Linked DNA regions of Capra hircus: region 1 is linked to region 2. Evidence: chromatin contacts called from public Hi-C data. All regions are on one chromosome and are shown on one strand. The core of a region is the stretch at or near the end of the contact, and the rest is flanking DNA. Distances in the headings are between cores, read along the strand shown.

The links. A called contact is a pair of places that touch in the nucleus more often than the background predicts.
Region 1: a Hi-C map of blood shows a contact between it and region 2, with 1.7 times the contacts expected there. The contact joins the promoter of NHLH1 here to the promoter of CASQ1 in region 2.

The regions. Positions count from the first base shown.
Region 1 is chr3:110,599,365-110,603,801 of ARS1.2, forward strand. It overlaps NHLH1 (helix-loop-helix protein 1), which reads left to right and starts at 2,237. Exons shown (of 2, transcript XM_005677219.3): 1 at 2,237-2,512.
Region 2 is chr3:110,439,662-110,443,740 of ARS1.2, forward strand. It overlaps CASQ1 (calsequestrin-1), which reads left to right and starts at 2,061. Exons shown (of 11, transcript XM_005677230.2): 1 at 2,061-2,657. The coding sequence starts at 2,379. All of the region lies in intron 3 of LOC102185883 (a long non-coding RNA gene), which reads right to left.

The DNA.
Region 1 (4,437 bases), core at 987-3,486, 160 kb after region 2:
ATTCTCCACATCCGCAGCTCACCCAGCTCTGTGTCTCCCTAACCGTCTCCTCTTTTCGTGTCTCTCCCCACATCTCTGTCCCCCCTACCCTTCTCCCCATCAGGAGTCTTCCCACTCCTCTGCATCTTTCCCGTGTCTGTGCCCTGACAACGCTGTTTTCTCATCGTTTCCCTGTCTCAGTGTCTCCCCATGTCTCCCGCTTCCTTTCCTCTGTTTCCTTTCCCAGTTGTCCTATGTCTTTCCTCTCCTCCATGGCGCTCTCTCCTGAATCTCTTAGTCACCCAATTTCCTTGGATGGGGTGGAGGGCAGGAGGGTGGGGGAGGTAGGATTGTTGTTGCTGGGGGCTCATTAGGTAGAGATTGGTTTTTAATCAGCACCATGGCAATGATGATGCAAGAACTGAGATGCCACCTGATCCCCTGCCCCCCAGCCCCCCTCCTCAAACCTCCTTTCCCCTCCAGCTCAGCCCATCTGCTGGCGCCTGGGCACCTGTCTGGGCCTGCCCAGGTGGGATTTGGCACCTCCCAGACCTGGGAGTGGGGAGGGGTGGGGGAGCTTGGGAAAGAATTACAGGACTCCCCTTTGGGAATGCCTTACCCTGGAGAAAGCCCAGAAAAGGTTGATCAGCAACGGGGAAATGGCAGGTGCTTCCAGAAGCCTGAAGGTAGGCTATGAGCCTACTAAGGGCCAGGCCCATGACATGCATTATCTTACTTAATCTCCCTGGCAACCTAAGCGGCAGCTATAATTAATCCCATTTTACAGAAAAGAAAGGTTGAGGTTTAAGAGGGTTTCCCAGGTGGTGCTAGTGGTAGAGAATCCACTTGCCAATGCAGGGGATGCCAGAAATGTGGGTTCAATCCCTGGGTCGGGAAGATCCCCTGTAGAAGGAAATCGCAACCCACTCCAGCATTCTCACCTGGAAAATTCCATGGACAGAGGAGCCTGGCTGGCTGCAGTCCAGAGGGTCGCTAACAGTTGGACATGACTGAGGCTCAAGAGGTTAAGTTACTTGTCCAAAGTCACACAGCTGACAGAGCTTTCTTCACTGTAGCATACAGTCTCTGGAGTCTTCCCAGCCATGGTTCATTTCTGGATCTTCACAAAGGTTCAGGGAAGACGCTCAACAGCTGAGTGGGGAAGAGAACTTTTAGGTACTGAAGCAAAGCCTACTGCCTCTCTGTGGTGCTCCCCTTGCTCCCTGCTCCTGCCACCTTCATCTCACACAAACACACCCCCTCAGATACGCACACACATGCACACGCGGACTGGAGGCAGCTGAGCTATTGATGTGAACTTAATCAATGTCCATTTGCATATTATTTTATAGCTGGTTTCCTGCATTGCTCATCTGATGCCCCAGCATGCTTGGCGCCTGCCTGGGTGCCCTGCCCTCCTCCCCCAATGTCCTTCCCACCCCGGTTCCTCCTCTCTCGGCACTCCTGTGCTCTGCTCCTTTTAGCCTTACCTCTTTCCTCCTGAGAGTCCCCAATTCCCAGTGGGTCCGACTAGGCCAGCCAGCCTAGAAAAACCCTTTGTAGGATCTGCGTCAGGCATCTGACCCCACTCCTCCTCTGGTGATGGGGTAGGTGGAAGGCTGGGGGCTGGATAAGAGGGTGCGGTGAGTCTCAGGGGTGATGAGGGCAGGGGCCTGAACAGTAGCCACGGGTAGCCTGGCAAGGGGGCTGGTGGGAGCCAGCTTTGCAAAGAATGAGAGCTTGGTGAGGGTAAGGGCTCTAGGGTCCTCTTCCGTGCTTTAGTGCTGTCCACTAGCTCTTTTCTGGACTTCCCTGTTAGTACCTTGGGGAGTCTTTCTCCCAGGGAAAAGGAGACAGGGGAAGGGGCTATCACAGTCCAGCTGGGACTCCGAATGGGACCATGGTTTAACCTGGCTTGCCAGGGGCCTCTGTCCCTGCCGCCTCTGGTGTGAGAGACTGAGGGGGTTCATCTGCGATCCTGCCCTGGCTCTCGCCCCAGCCCCACCCCTTCCCCAGCTCTCCATTTCTTGCTTATGAAATATGCATGGAGAACAGATGTCCCTGCTCCCCCACTCCCCGCCCCCCCCAGGGCCAGCCCCCGCCCCCAGCTCCCAGGGGGGTTCCCAGATCTCTCTGCCAATGGCTGCCTGGCCTGACTGTTTAATATTGATGAGAAAGGAGGGCTGGGCCAGCCAATGGAGAGCTGGGGGTGTGTGTGCGTATCTCCATATATATACATAGGGCTGGGCCAGCTCAGGTGTGTGTCTGTGAGTGTGTGTGTGCATGTGAGTGTGGGTGGCTCCAGTACCTGGCTAAGCTCACCACCTCCACCTGGGCCCTCTAATTCCCAACATGTGTACCCCTCTCATCTGCCCTGGAGCCTGTGCAGCCATGCCACGCTGCCCTGGAGAGGTCTAGAAAGCTGGTCAGTAACTTTGCAGACGGATGAGCTCTGAGCAGCCAGAGGAGACTGGGGCTGTCAGCGCTGGCCCCCTGACCTGCCAGTTTGGATCCCCTCACAGGGTCCTCCTAGGTAAAGGGGGAACCACGGGCTGGGAAGGCTGGGCGTGTCCCTCCCGTTCTCTGGCTCAAGTCCTCTCCCAGAGCCTCCCTCTAGTTCTGTCTCGTGCCGTGTCTCCCTGAATCCCTGGACCTCCCTCTTACCCACTTCTCCCCTTGGACTCTTTGTGCCTATCATTCTCAGTGGGGCTGGGGATGGCAGAAGCGGGGCAGGAAGTCCTTCCCCGGATGCTTGGAACTGCAGATCTTCGGAGCCTGGAACTTTGAGAGCAGAAGTGGATTTTGGGGTGAGGACTGACTTGATGGGTAAATAGACGCTGCTGTGCAGATTGGAGTTGGGGAGGACAGTGGGGCAGGTGGCAATGGGACTGGGGTCCGGTTGGGAGCAGATGGAGTGGGCTGAGGGAAGGAAGGGTAAAGTGATCAGGGATGAAGGAATGTGGGGGCCGGGGAGAGGGGGAACCGGGCTGTGACCGGCGTGGAGAACCCGGCACTGAACTCCTGGAGCGTGGGAGTGGGGGCTGCAGCACTGAAGACGTACTGGGAGGCGCTGACCTCAGGGCCTCCTGCGCTGTTGCCGTGCATTCTTCCTGTTCCTTTGAATCCTGGAATGTGGAGTGTGTCCTAAATTTCAGCACTCACCTCCTTCTGTTTTTCTTATGGTTGTGTTTGTACATGCATCAGATGGTGATGATCTCACACCCCTCAACCCTCAGAGCTTACTGTTAGTGAACAACTCGGTTGAGGCTCTTTTCTGCACGGTGGGGCGGAGCAAGGCTGGGGAGTCCTGACCCCTGTGAAGGTCTGCTTCAGGCAGGAGAACTCAGGCTGGTGAGGAAGGGATGGCAAAGGAGCCTCTGTGCTTCTGTTTCTGGAAGTTAGGTCCGCAGAGCCCACAGTGAGTGATCCGCTGTTTCGGCTTGACATTCCCCCAGAGTGAAGCCCTTTCCTCAGCCTTTCCCGGCCCATGTTCCAGCTGCCTCTCCCTGACCTCCTCTGCTCCCAGAGATAAGCAAACCCTAGCCACGCCCCAAACAGAGGTCCCCAAAGCTATCCCCATCCTCCTGTGCAGACCATCTCTGAACTGCCTTTGAGCTGGGGGAGGCTGCGGAATGGAGAGCTGATCACATTCCCTTTCCCCAGTTTTCCTTGCACAGTTGCTAAAAGGGCCAGGGAGCAGCAAGGTCGAGGGTGTTGATGACAGAGCTGGAGGAAGGGGCTGTCCTGGGCAGGGGGACCGTTGCCCAAGGAGCTACGTCCCCCTGATTCTAGCGGTAAGGGTGGTAGGATCTGACGTCTGCTACGGTCCTGTTGTGTGGGGTTTGGGGGCTGGGAAGGACTGAGCTGGGTAGCAGTGCTGAGCTCCAAATGCTCCAGTCCACTCTACAAAGGGCAGTCTGTGTGTTTATCACCCGTACCCCTCCACACACACATCCGGAAGCAGCCAGGGTGGAGAGGGGCCCTGGGAGGGCGGGGGTGGCAGGGCCAAGGCTTGCAACGTTTCCCTCACAACTGGGAGAGGTTTAGAGCCATAGCCCATTTCCCTTGGAGCTGCGGCTCCAGTCTTGCTCAGTCCTCTGTCCTTTTAATTATTAAACATTTTTTTATTGTGATAAAAACACATAACATAAAATTAGAAATTTTAAGCGTATGGTTCAATAATGTTAAGTATATTCATGTTGTTGTGAAACAGAGCTCTGGAACTTTTTCATCTTGGAAACTTGAAACTCTGTAACTTTTTAGCAATACCTCCCCAACTCCTGGCCTCAGACTTTGAAGCATCATTCTACTTTCTGCTAACTACTTAGATACATCATAGAACGTGGAATCAAAGGGTATTTGTATTTTTGCAACTGATTCATTTCACTCTGCATAATGTCCTCAAGGTTCTTCCATACTGTAGCACTGGTGATAGGATTTTCTTCCCTTTTAAGGCTG
Region 2 (4,079 bases), core at 811-3,310:
GGGCTGTATCAGTCTGGGGTCCTTCCCCGCTGCTGACAGGGCTGAACCAGACCCTGGGAGACAGAGGGGCCAGGGTGTGTGTGTGTGTGTGTGAGGTAGGGAGAGGGGAGTGTGAAACCAGCTCCTCAGGTTTCAGTAGCAGGAGCTTCGGGTGTCTGGTGGGTTAAAAATACAGAGGCCCCAACTTAGGGTCATTTGATACCAGTGGCTGAGCCTGAAGGCAGGGGCCTAGAGGGAAAGGACCGAGTAGAAAGTAGAGAGGAAAGCATCAGAAAGGAGGACAGGGAGGAGAGGAGGGCTGCAGCTGCTGGAAAGGCTCCGGGTGTCTCTGCAGAGCCAGGGGCGAGGAGAGGGAGCAGGACAGGATGAAGCAGCCTGGTAACTGCAGGAGAGGAGGGGAGAATGGAGCAGGCCTGGGCCTTCATCCCATCTCACACCCGGGGATATGAAAGGTCAGATTCAGGATGAACTGAGTCTAATGTCCCAGTGTCTGTCTCAGTGTCCCCCCACCCCCACCCCCAGAGTGCGCACGGCAGGAGGAGTTGGGGCTGGACATCATCTGGTCGTGGACTTCTGGGTGGGTCTGCCCTTCTCTCCTGTAGTCTTTGCGCGGTGGTAGAGAGCGTTGTTTGGCCTCCCTGACTCCAGGAGATGGGTTCTGGGGTCTCTCCAGCTCCAACATGCCCTGCTTAGCGACATCTGGCCTCTCCTGCTCAACAACAGCTGCCTCTCTTGGATGCACTCCTGCCACATTCCTGAGATATTTTCCTGGCCTTCCTTGCTTAGCTGTGTAAGGTCTGCCCCACGGGAGAGGGGAAAAATTCCTCCCCTAACATAATTTCATGGTGCAAAACACATGCTTGCCCCTCCACCATCAGAGATACCTCCGGGCAGGAATGGGGCTGCCGACTTCGATCTGGCTAGCCTCTCTCTGGCCTCTCTTGTGCCTCAGTTTACCTGTGCATGAGCCCTGGGTGGTGATGGGGCCATGAAAAGGGTCCCTCCTTCAAGGTACCCAGAGTTGAACTCATCCACTCTGCCCTCACCCCCAAGCTGGGATCCAGGAAGCGAGAGGCCCATCCTCCCAGCTCTGTTTTGACGCTTAGTGCACAGGATTAATCAACATCCTTGGTTCAGGGCCCCACCTCCTCACGTTTCCCCAGTGTTAATTTTTTCCCCTTATTCTTTATACCTGGTCCTTTTTGTCTTGTCAAAGACGTAGGAATGAGTAGTCGCAACTTGCTTTCCTTGGAATCATTCATCCTGGGGAAGCCTCCTTTCCACCGTGCCCTAGAAAACCAGTCCCATAGGATCAGAGTAGAGAGTACCAGCAGGAGGCCGCAGCCGAATGACTCTCTCCTTCTCATCTCAGGGCTGTGGGCAGAGAAGCCCCAGATCTGCATCTCCCAGGGTGGCTGTGGGCCAGCACTTCACGCCCCACGCCCCGTCCTTCCCCTGCATTCTCCAGTTAGGAGTGTTGAGTGAAGCAAAGGAAACTGGCTGGAGCTGAGCCAGGGTGCCGGTCCTGGACGCGGCTCCATCTTTTATTCGGGGAATGATCTCATCCTTGGTCTTGGTTCTTTAAAGGGAAGTGCAAGGGGTCTCTTTCCTGCAGCCTGGATTGCATTTGTACTCCCCGCCTTCCTCCACAGGATCAAACAAACAGACTTGACCCAGAGGAGAGCCCCAGGTTTTAGGACTCAGAGGCAATACTGTTCCTGTCCCTCCTTTATGAATGTATCACCAGTCCAACCTCTGACCCGGAATACAGCCCAGTTTCCCTCTCTCTGAGTACCCTTGCCCTCCCTCAACTCTCCCTAATTACTCCCAAGCCTTCCCTCCCCCAGCCCCAGCTTCATTTACCTCCGACTCATCTCATCTTATTTTTAGCTCCAGCTTTTTCCTTTCTTAATATGGTGATGAGCTCTTAGGCCAGTGTGGGGACAGGGGCTGAGGAGCCCTGGACATTGGGTGCGGGGGAGGGGAAGGAGGCTCTGGGAGCCTGGGTGAGAGGTGGTGGAGGTAGGAGGATCCCGGCCCTTGTGGAGCCGCCCTGGCCTCAGAAGGTTATCCGTCTCCCCTGCCAATCCTGGAGACATATTTAGACGGGACCAGGTGGGGGCCGAGGGGTGCCAACCTCAGGGGCAGCTCCGGTTCCCTCCCCGCCCCCTGCTCCTATTCCTCCTCTGACCCTTTTTCTCTTGGCTCTGTCGGCAGTTTCTCCAGGGCCGGCAGGGTCCTCTGTCCACTGCTCTGGGCCATTCCCCACCCCACCCCCACTGTGAGCCCCCAACTCAGGATTTGGGACCCAGGGGCCCCTCCCTACCCCAGCTGACCTCTTCTAGACGAGACGCGCTGACCCAGACCCCACTACCTCCATGAGCACTGCAGACAGGATGGGGGCCAGAGCTGTGCCCGGCCTGCGGCTGGCACTGCTGTTCCTGCTGGTGCTGGGGACACCCAAGTCAGGGGTGCAGGGGGAGGAAGGGCTCGACTTCCCTGAGTATGATGGCGTGGACCGTGTGGTCAATGTCAACGCAAAGAACTACAAGAACGTGTTCAAGAAGTACGAGGTGCTGGCGCTGCTCTACCACGAACCCCCTGAGGACGACAAGGCCTCACAAAGACAGTTTGAGATGGAGGAGCTGATCCTGGAGGTGAGTGATGGGGTCTGCAGGCTGGGAGAGCAGGCTCAGCCCCTCTCTGCACCCCTCCCTCCTACAACGCCACATGGATCTTTGAGGGTGGGGTTGGGGGGAAAGGCAATGCAGCAGGATCCTGCTTCCACTAACAGGACACAAGTGGCATATGACCTTGGCCAAAAGAGAGAGGGATTCAGGAACCCCAAAGTACACCCGTAGCCAGGCAATGGTAGCAAAGAGGGGAGCTGCAGGGAGAATCTCTCCTCCATGCTAGCGGAGGCTGGAAGTACTAGGTTTGGCTAGGACTGGGGTGACCTTGGGGGCACCCCAAAGGGGGTGCAAAAAAGGAAAAGAGACTTTCTTCATGGGAAGGAGAGGAATTGCCGTGCATCCCCAAATCTACTGTCCTAGCCAGAACGTGCCCGTTCTCTACACACTTTAGGGGCTGCACTCCAAAGAGTTCCAAACGGTATAAATAGAAATGTCAATGACATTTTATTTGCATGGCATTGTTTAGTTGCTAAGTTGTGTCTGACTCTTTTGTGAGCCCATGGACTGTAGCCCAGCAGCCTCCTCTGTCCATAGGATTTCCCAGGCAAGATACTGGAGTAGGTTGTCATTTCCTTCTCCAGAGGACCTTCCCGACCCAGGGATGGAACCCACATCTCCTGCTTGGCAGGCAGATTCTTTACCACTGAGCCATCTGAGAAGGCTGCATGTCAGTGATTTCATAGCTAAAGGTGTAATGGAGCCCACCATGCCTCCCACTGGCCTCTCAGGCCCCTCTCTCCTCCCCCATCCCATCTGCCCCTACTGGATCAAGCTGGGCACGTGGACTGGAAAATTTTTGTGTTTGGAGGCGGCTTCACCAGGCCTTCCCCAAATTGTCTTTGTGGGAAGACTCTCCTCACCCGCTAGCTGACCTCAGGCATAAAGGAGAGAGGGCCTATTGTTACAAGAAAAAAGCCCGTGTTTATAAATGATTGGAGACTTGGTCACACAGCCCTCCTGGAGCCGGGATGTGTTGGAGTCTCCTTGTCCAAGCTGCTGCAGCTCCTCCTCTAGCTTGACAGCACAGAGGCCCCAGCCTGCCCAGAGCTTGGAGTATTTCAGGGCAAGACACCAGGATTGCAGGCTCTCAGTTCTGTGTGCCCCTGCCGCATGCTGGAACCTGCCATCTGATTAATGAGCTGAGTATTTTTATCCTGAGTGCTCAGCATCCCTGGCCATCCACCTGCCAACCGTCTCCCTGCCCTGTCCTCCTGAGAATCTGAGCACAGACTCGGGCACTCAGATGGGTAAAGGTGGGGGGTAAAGCTGCAAACTGTGCCCCATGCAGAGTGCATCAGGGTCGAGAGCCTGGCAGGAGGGGGTGGGGTGGGCGGGGCCAGGGCCAGGGGCCTAGGGCTGACACTCCATAGCCTAAGGACAGGCTGA